Linked DNA regions of Pan troglodytes: region 1 is linked to region 2. Evidence: chromatin contacts called from public HiChIP or PLAC-seq data. All regions are on one chromosome and are shown on one strand. Each heading gives the region's core, a stretch centred on a gene start, on an enhancer-like site or on the middle of the called end of the contact. The rest is flanking DNA. Distances are from core to core; before and after follow the strand shown.

What was found. HiChIP or PLAC-seq counts read pairs in DNA pulled down with a chosen protein or histone mark.
Region 1: an H3K4me3 HiChIP or PLAC-seq map of stem cell-derived excitatory neurons shows a contact between it and region 2, with 4 times the contacts expected there. The contact joins the promoter of CAPZB here to the promoter of NBL1 in region 2. A contact is called at or near these places in 1 of 7 Hi-C or Micro-C datasets (stem cell-derived neural progenitor cells) and 1 of 1 datasets of contacts at active chromatin or transcription factors (stem cell-derived excitatory neurons).

The regions. Positions count from the first base shown.
Region 1 is chr1:211,711,271-211,716,217 of NHGRI_mPanTro3-v2.0_pri, forward strand. CAPZB (capping actin protein of muscle Z-line subunit beta) reads left to right here and starts at 3,004. Exons shown (of 9, transcript XM_003307839.6): 1 at 3,004-3,154. The coding sequence starts at 3,152.
Region 2 is chr1:211,557,550-211,562,233 of NHGRI_mPanTro3-v2.0_pri, forward strand. It overlaps NBL1 (NBL1, DAN family BMP antagonist), which reads right to left and starts at 1,869. Exons shown (of 4, transcript XM_016939666.2): 1 at 1,723-1,869.

The DNA.
Region 1 (4,947 bases), core at 1,754-4,253, 150 kb after region 2:
CGGGTGCAGTGGCTCATGCCTGTAATCCCAGCACTTTAGGAGGCTGAGGTGGGAGGATTGCTTAAGCCCAGGAGTTTGAGACCAGCCTGGGTAATACAGTGCGACTCAGTCTCTACAAAAAAATTAGCCTGGCACGGTGATGCACGCCTGTAGTCCCAGCTACTCAGGGCGGGGGCGGGGAGGGGCTGAGGTGGGAGGATCACTTGAGTCCGGGGGTGTTGAGGCTGCAGTGAGCTATGATTGCGCCACTGCACTCCAGTCTGGGCAACAGAACTGAGACACTGTCTCAAAACAAAAAAAAACAAAAGACAAAGTCTTTAAATATGGGAAAATAAAATCTTAGCATCATCCTTGATTCCTTTCTTCTCATGCCTACCACCAATACATCAGGAAATACCTAGAATACTATCTACTTCTTGCCATCTCCAATGCTACTACCCTGGTCTAAGCCAGCTTCATCTCTCTGCTGTGTGACCTTGGGCGCTCCTTACCTTTTCAGGCTTCTGTCATGAGGATTAAATGGCTTATTATCTGTAAGGTGCTTAACAGTGTTCATCACATAGGATGTGCCATATCAGTGCTTTTTAAATAAATAAATGTCCTCAATATAGAAATGGCTTTCTAAGGCCCTAGTCCCCCTACAGTCCATTCAGAACACAGCAGCCTCATGATCCTTTTAAAGCCTAGGTCAAATCTTGTCATTGCTCTGCCCTTCAGCTCCTGCTCGACCTAGGCTAGCCACACTGGCCTCCTGTCTGGCCCTTGAAAACACACCAGTGCTGATCCAGCACTGTCACCTTCAGGGTTTTTACCCTTGCTGCTCCTTGTGCCTCTGCTATCCACACGGCTTGCTCCCTCCTTCCCTTCAGCTATATGATCAAATATTGCTAAGTTAGGCCTTGCCTGCCTACCTGTTTGCTTGAATTTTTCTCATTATCTCTAATCACTACCCGACACTGTATTATTATTATTACTATTTTATTTTTGAGACGAAGTCTCTCTCTGTCGCCCAGGCTGGAGTGCAGTGGCGCGATCTCAGCTCACTGCAAGCTCCGCCTCCCGGGTTCACGCCATTCTCCTGCCTCAGCCTCCCGAGTAGCTGGGACTACAGGCGCCCGTCATCGCGCCCAGCTAATTTTTTTATTTTTAGTAGAGATAACCGTGTTATCCAAGATGGTCTCGATCTCCTGACCCCGTGATGCGCCCACCTCGGCCTCCCAAAGTGCTAGGATTACAGGCGTGAGCCACTGCGCCCGGCCTCGGCTAACTTTGTGTATTTTTAGTAGAGACGGGGTTTCGCCATGTTAGCCAGGCTGATCTGGAACTCCTGACTTCAAGCGATTGCCCACCTCGGCCTCCCAAAGTGCTGAGATTACAGGCGTGAGCCACTATGCCTGGCCTTGGACACTGTATTTGCCTGGTGGCCGACTGTCTCCCTGACAACACTCAAGCTCCACAACCATGGGGGTTATTTTGCTCATTGCTCTATTTCCAGAGCCTAGCACAGTGCTTGGCACATAGCAGATGCTCAATAAATATCTACTGCGTGTGCCATTCTCTTCCTTGAATTTCTGTAATACTCATCCAATACCATTCTTGCGAGACTTACCCGTATGCTTTTTCTGCCAGTGGCTACCTGTGAAAGCTTCGACTTGTCTATAAGCTCCCTGAGGACAGGGCCTGGCTCAGGGAAACAATTCCTGTCATCTGTGCTGTTTACCATCCCCTCACAGATCGCCTAATTTGATTTAACCAAAGCAAACAGGCCACGGAGGCAGATATTGTTAGCAATCCAGGTCTCTCCTGCTACCTAGACTAAGCTTAACAAATATTTGATTGAGAGAGAGAGAGAGAGAGAGATTGGGAGAGAGAAACTTGAGTCACTTTGTGGAGCGAGGAAGCCCTTCTGGGCTAATGGAATGGTTCTCTGTAGCACATCCAACAGTACTCATAACAGCTAGCATTTGTTGAACTTAATTTTCTTTCTTTTTTTTTTTTTTTTTTTTTTTTTTTGAGACAGTCTTGCTCTGTCGCCAGGCTGGGGTGCAGTGGCGCGATCTTGGCTCACAGCAACCTCTGCCCCCCGGGTTCAAACGATTCTCCTGCCTCAGCCTCCCGAGTAGCTGGGACTATAGGAGCGAACCACCACGCCCAGCTAATTTTTGTATTTTTAGTAGAAACGGGGTTTCACCATGTTGGCCAGGATGGTCTCGATCTCTTGACCTTGGCCCGCCTCGGCCTTCCAAAGTGCTGGGATTACAGGCGTGAGCCACCGCGGCCGACCTGTTGAACTTAATTTTCTAATCTCTACCTGTGTCATCCTCACAGCTATTCTGTCTGCAGCTATACCGGCAGGGATCTTTATGTCTTATCTGTTATCTTCCGGTGCCTAAACAAGGCCTGGTACATAGTAGGTGCTGAATAAATGGCGTCAGCCCGAGGCTCCTCAATTCGTGCCCGGGCTCAGGTGCAGCGCGGCGCTCCAGATCCTGCCGTAGCGAGCGGCAGCGATGGGCTCCTGCCCCGCTCCCGGCGCGCTCCCCCAGTGCTGGGTTGGGCTGGGTTGGGCTGGGCCGGGCCGGGCCGGGCCGGTCCGCGCTCGGCGGCAGTTCCGGGTGCGCCGCAGGAATGAGCGCGTGCACGGGGTGGGGCGCGGAGGGCCGGTCCCCTCCCAGCCGCGGTGCCTTCCGCATCCCCGCCCGCGGGGACTGTGGGGTGCGGTTCCCTCGCCGCCACTCGCTGCTGCAGGCCCAGAGTCGGGGACTGGACCTCAGACAGCCAGGAGACCTTTCCGCCCCGGCCCGCAACCCGTGCCGGGGACCCCCGGCAGCCGCGCCGCGCAGCGCCGCGCCCCGCCCCGCCTCGCAGGCCCCGCCCCCGCACCCCGTCGGCGCCCGCCTCTCGCGCCGCTCTCCATACTTGGCGATCGCCGCAGCCCCGCGCGCTCATTGGCCGCGAGCTGGCGGCGTGGGGGGCGGGCCCGGGCCGGGCCGGGGCGGGGAAGGAAGGTGGCGGCGGCCCGGCGCGGGGGGAGGGGGGTGCTGACCCGGATGTTCACTCCTGGGCACCCGGGGAAGTGGAAGCGCCGGGCCCTGCTGCGGGGGGGAGAGCCACTGACGCCGGGACCGGGACCGCCGCCGCCGCCGCCACCATGGTAAAGGCCGCACGGCCCCCTCCCCGGCCCGGGGGCCCCTCCGGAGCTCGCGTCCCCCTCCCCCTGCCCATCCCTGGCCTGGGACGGGTGGCTTCCCGGGGTGGGGGAGGGGCGGGGTCCCGGACCCTGGGTGGACCCGGTCCCTCCCCGCCCAGGAGGGTGCCGCCGGCGCGGACGACTTGGGTGGCAGTGACCCTGCCCCCGCTCCCAGCCCCCGCCCTTGGCGCAAGCTGGAGTCCCACTCACCACCTCTGTGTTCAGGCTGGTCTCTCCCATAGTCCAGGCTAGACCCTCCCTCCCGAACCGTGGCCCCAGCCAGGCACCCCCTCGGTGACCCTGGCGTGGGCCCCCTTCCTCCCCCGGTCTAGGGCTGGGTCTGCTTTCCCCCGTCTCTCCGGCCCAGGCTAGGCCGTCGTTTCTCCCTGCCATGGCCCAGGCTAGGCCGCTGCCTCCCTCTGTCCCTCCCTCCCTTGCCTTCTCCATGGCCTCAGGCTGGACCCCGGTCAGCCCCTTCTGCAGCGGCCTAGGTTTGCTTCCCCTCTTCTCCGTGGCCTCAGCCTGAATCTCCTCTTCTCTCTGTGAACTTAAATCTGGACCTCCTCTTCTCCGCCCATGGCCCCCGTCTGGACCTCACTGCCTCCTCCCCACCATGATCCCCTTCCCTGGACTTTTCACCACTCCTAGCGTAACCTGCGTCAGCCCCGCTCGGTCCCCGCCCTGACCCTCTCATCAGGGTCCTGCCCCCTGCCTGGTGCACGACCCAGGGTCCCCTTCCCTGTACCTGGGGCGAGCCTTCTTTGCAGCCTTTGGGGAGCGAGGGGAGCTCTCCATCAGGGATAGGGTGGTCCCGGTGCTGTGCCTTCTCAGTTGCCGCTTCTAGGGAGGCCGCCTAGGAGCCAGCGAGGGAAGGGCGGGCATCGGTGTGCCCAGAAGGCAGCGCGCTGCTCTGCGGGCCCTTCTCGAGGCCGCCGCCGTGGGTGCTGTGCGTGCGAAGCATTCTGCAGGGCAGGCCGGGGTCCGCGGCGCCCGGGCCTGAGTGGGAGCCGAGGGGCGAGGATGGGTGGCCCACAGGACAAGGATGAACGCACAATCGCCCTTGTGAGGCCGTGGCCTTGGGGGGCCACCAGGCCCTGGATCCAGCATATGGCCTGGACACGATGCACCCAAGCAGGCGCAGCCTCCCCTTCCCTCTGAACTGTCAGCTTGTAAGGGTTGGAACTGCTGATTATGGAAGTCCCTCGGATCAGGTGAGCAGAACGCCTAGGGAGAGTGCTGGCTCCGCTCGTGGTGTTTGTTTTGGTAAAGAAGGCAGATGCTATCCAGACTTTTGAGGAACCTGGGGTTTCACATAGGCCCCCACAGATAGACCTGCCCTCCTGCCACTTGACCCTTCCACAGGACAGGCCCAGCACTTAGGTTGGAAGGGCCAGAGAACTTCTTCCTGACAGGATCAAGGGATTTTTGGAGCATGTTTGTATGTGGACTTTGGGCCTCAAAGTGTTTTGAGGACCATGGTTCCTTGTTTAGTCAAGGGATGTTGCTGCTGAACGAGGGTGAGTAGTTGAGATGGGTTAAGCTTTCTTTTGATGCCTTCCTGTATGCTGATTAAAAACATGGGCAATGCCACTTTTAAGGCCTTCGGATTTGTCCAGTAACTTTGGCTGAAAACTCCTTGTTTGGGGAGGTGGGCCCGGCCCCAGGCCTTGATGGAGAATGACTTCTCCAGGGCAGTGGTGGGTGAGGACTTTGAAAGTGGGCTGAAGTTTCCTGAGTGTACACTCAGGACAAAGTAT
Region 2 (4,684 bases), core at 619-3,118:
CACTGGGGAGAGCATGAGTCAACTGTCCAGGGGGCGAACACACAGGGCCGACCCCGTGCCACCCAGGCCTGCCTGCACCTTCCAGCCCTGGCCACCTCTGTGCCAGCCCCCCAACCCAGGCCACGGCCCTCCTTACCGCAGACCCTCCTGCCCGCAAACCAAAAACAGCCTCCAAAACAAATCCATGCTAATGAGCTGCTGCAGGGCCAGGCTGCACATCTGCTCAGCAGAAGTTCCACTGCAGACCTCACCAACAACCCTGCCCGCTCCGGCAGCCTCCGACCCTTGGGGTTGTGGGTGGGGGGAAGCAGCTAAACTCAGCCTGAAATTTCACTTTAAAATAATGAGGCGATATCCCCGGCCGATGCAGAACACCTACTCCCCTGTCCACCCCTCCAAAACACAGGCCCGGGAGAGAGGTCCAGCTTGCAGGGGTGGGTGGAGAGGGGTGGGGGTCACCGAGGAAACGCTGCAGCCTCGCTTTTTCTTTGGCCCCAACTCAAGGCAAACCACGCCCAAGCAGTCCCAGCATCTGGGGGAGTCTAGGGAGGCCCCATTCCGCAGTAACAAAGGGTGAGGGGCTCCTTGTTGACAAATTGCTTCCCCGCCAGCGCCCGGTCTTTGGCCTCCAGCCCTGACCTCTGTTTTCCTGGGGTGCCCCTAGTTACAGGCTGGTGGCGTCCAGCTTGGGGAGCGAGGGCCTCCGAAAGCCTGGAAGTGTGGCCTTCTCCCTTGATGCCCGCCAACCTCCGGCCACGCCAAGGCAGGCGGCTGCCCCCTTTGCCGCCGCTTGTAAACGATCAGAATCGCCCCGCCCTGGGAGCGGGCCGGGCAGGTGGCCCGCAGCAGGGCCTGTCGTCCAGCTGGCCTCGCGGGGGTGGAATTCTTAAGAAAACCGAGCCCCCGGAAAGGCTGGCTCTCCCTGCCCCAGACTCAATTCCAGGGAGATGACCCGGGCCAGGCCTCGGGGCCGGCGGGAGGCAGAGGGAGGGTTTGCCGCACCCGGTCTAGGAAACTATTCGTGAACCCCGCTGGGGGAAGGCGAGCCTCCGACACTGGGGGGATCGTCTGGATCGGAGGGCGGGGGATCAGGGAGAGGCGCAGACACAGGGCGAGCCCCCCACAGAGGGCAGCGCAGAGACAGAGAGAGGGAGAGAAAAGCCAGAGGCAGAGACACAAACGCGGGCAGCCGAACACGGAGGCAGGCGGGGAACGGAAAGAGACGGGCAGACCAGGGGAAAGTGAGCGGCGGAAACGGCGACGGAGAGACAGACACACGGACGTGGGGACCGAAGCAGAGGGGGCCGCGGGAGGCGGAAACGTCCAGAGCCGAGAGGCGCGGCGCGGCGAGGCCCGGGCACGGCCGGGGGACATGCGAGCCCGGCCCGCCCGGCCACGCATCTCCCTCCCTCGCTCCCTCTCTCTCCCGGCCGCGGAAACTCCGATCCAGAAACGGAACCCCGGGGCGAGTCTGGGGACGGGCTCCGGACGCGGCGGTGCCCCCCGGCCACCCCGTGCCGCGCCCACGTCCCCAGCGCCGGCGTCCGGAGGCGCCCGCCAGGTCCCCCAGGGCTCCTGAGCTCGGCGGCGGCGCCTCCACCCGGTGCCCGCGGCCGCCGGACGCGCCGGGGGACGCAGCTCCGGGCTGGGGGCGCGGCACTGCCCCCGCGACCGAAGCCTCTGGAAGCCGGGCGCCCGCATGCCGGCCCGGGCGGGACTTACCGCGCGCGCCCGCCGGGTCCTGCGGAGCTGGGTGCGGGGGTCGCGGGCCCGGGCGCCCCAGGAGGCTCGGCGAGGCGGCCGGCAGGGCTGGGGGCGGCCCCGCGACGCTCGGCTGGGCTGCGCTGCGCGCTGTCTGCGGCCCCGGGCGGGCGCGCGGCGCGGGGGAGCGGCTCCGACGTCAGGGTGGCTCCCTCCAAACAGGGCGCGAGGGCGGGGGCAGCGGGGAGGGCCGCGCGCAGAAAGAGCGGGCGGGCGCGCGCGGCCTCTCCCTCCGGGTGCGCAGGAGGGGGCGCCGCAGCGGCAGGGGCCCCGGGCCCTCTCCCGGCCCGCCCGCCCCGGGCTGAGCTTCGGCGCGCTCCGACGGCATGGTGGGGCGGCCGGGACGCCTGGCCGGCGCCCGAGAGGCAGGGCAGCCCAGCCGGGCGCCCTGGCCCGTTCTTAAGCGCCCTCCCCGGGTTTCTCTGCGCTTCCACTCTCTCCGCCCGACTTTTACCGAGCCTGGGCCGTCAGGCCGTGCCAGGCCTCAGGGTGACAAAGATGGATGTGTCCTTTTTGTGGGCACCGGGCATTGCAGACTTGCCCCGAGAGTGGGGCGCCCCAGCCCGCCGCGTCCCGGCACCAGGAGTCCGCAGTTCTGCGGTGCACCCCATCCCGTCCGCTCCGGCATGCGACCCGGTTCAAGTCCGTGCTGTTGGTAGCCTGGGTTGCTCAGCCTTGCCTAGTGTTATCCTAGTGTCGCTCTCGGCCCCACGCCCTTGGCTTAAGCATCCCGAAAAGCCCCAGGGACTATTAGGAACTAAAAAGCCAGCAAATGAACTCACTTCTCTGACTCCTGGGAAGAGTGGAGCTCCTGGCCCCAGCTTCCAGCCTCACCTCGGGGGTTCCTATCTAATCAGTGGACACTTGGGTGGATTGCGGCCGTACCTTCTCTATTCTGTGTGCTTAACAACGGGGTGAGAAAATAACTTTGCTTCTGGAAAGTGGTGGCCCAGGGACACCACTGGGACACGATTGTAGGACTTGGGGATTTTGCTTTACAGCATAGTTACCTGTGTCCATGTGTTTTACCTAGCTTGGCTGGAAACTTCCAGATAGACACAGCCCTGCTCATCTGACTCATGAGGTTGCCGAGCATCCTGGGTGGCTCCTAGTGGCCTGCTGGGAACTCCCTGGTGTACTCCAGCCTACTCGCACCCTCCACACCCAGCCTGCATCTGCGCCTCCTAGCTGTTGCCTGCGCCCTTCCCTCTGCCCGGAATTCCCTTCCCCTCCTTTCATCTCTGGCAAACATTCTTCCAGCTCCAGATTGGAAAGCCTTCCCAAGACCCTCTGGGAGCATCTCCCTCCTCCAGTGTGATCCTGGAGCACAGGATGAGAACTTCTGTTCATGTCAATTTCCCTCTAGAATAGCTGTGTACATCTCTTTCCTCCATTAGACCTTGAGGGCAGGAATCGTGTTTATTTCAGTGTCTCCATTGCTTATGGGCAGGCCAGGTGAGATGTACAATGTATTTGGTTGAATGAAGTTGTTGTTGTTGTTGTTGTTGTTGTTGTTGTTATTATTATTATTATTAGAGACAGAATTTTGCTCTTGTTGCCCTGGCTGAAATGCAATGGCGTGATCTCGGCTCACTGCAACCTCTGCGTCCCGGGTTCCAGCAATTCTCAGCCTCCCGAGTAGCTGGGATTACAGATGCCCACCACCACGCCCAGCTAGTTTTTGTATTTTTAGTAGAGATGGGGTTTTGCCATGTTGCCCAGGCTGGTCTCCAACTCCTGGCCTCAAGTTATCCTCCCGCCTCGGCCTCCCAAAGTGTTGGGATTATAGGCATGAACCACCACGCCCAGCAAATAAAGTAATTATTATCCCCCATTAATGTAGCACAGATAGGTCTTCCCTTAATGGTAACTATGACCGTTATAATAGTTCACACATATTGAGCACCTTACCATGTGCCTCATCCCATTGCAAGCTGTTGCCACTCTCCCAATAAACCTATGAGGTAAGTATTGTCTCTGTTTTAAAAGTGCCAGGCGCAGTGGCTCATGCTTGTAATCCCAGCACTTTGGGAGGCCAAGGCAGGAGGATCACTTGAGGTCAGGAGTTCGAGACCAGCCTGGCCAATATGGTGAAACCCTCTCTCTACTAAAAATACAAAAATCAGCCAGGTGTGGTGGCGTGTGCCTGTAGTCCCAGCTACTCGGGAGGCTGAGGCAGGAGAATCACTTGAACCTGAGAGGCGGAGGTTGCAGTGAGCCGAGATCGCACCACTGCACTCCAGCCTGGGAGACAGAGTGAGACTCCATCTCAAATAAATAAATAAATAAATAAACAAACAAACAAATAAAATAATAAAAGTGAAAAAAATCCCGAGGCTGGAGGATCACTTGATCCCAGGGGTTTGAGGCTGCAGTGAGCTATGATTGTGCCACTGTACTCCAGCCTGGACAACATTGCAGAAGGCTAATTGTGGAACCTAATGAGCTTGTCACTCCAGCAAGGCCTTGTCTCAAAAAAATAAATAAAAAGTGAAAAAAGGAACGTCAAGAGAAAGGTTAAGTAACTCGCCTAAAGTCACACAGTAAAAGCCCATGCCAGCTAATGTCTGTTGGATAACTGTATACCATGTACGGCAGAAACCAGCCTCACTGCACTGTACACAGTAGACACTCAGGAAATATTTACCATTTTGCAGCCAAAGCTTACCCCCACCATCTTTCATGCAGACCCTGAGCAGGGTAGAAAGTAGAGTTCTACATGTTGTAAGAATCCACTCCCCCATTGCAGAAAGCTAATTGTGGAGCCTGATGAGCTGGTCAGATCACACATAGAGCCAGGAGTAGAAGCCACAGCTTCCAGCCAGTGCCCTTGACAGGGCAGCCCACCATCTCTCAAACACGGGGAGGTTCAAGAACAACACCAACCCCCTAATCAGGGACAAAGGGTTTGGAGTTGAGTCAC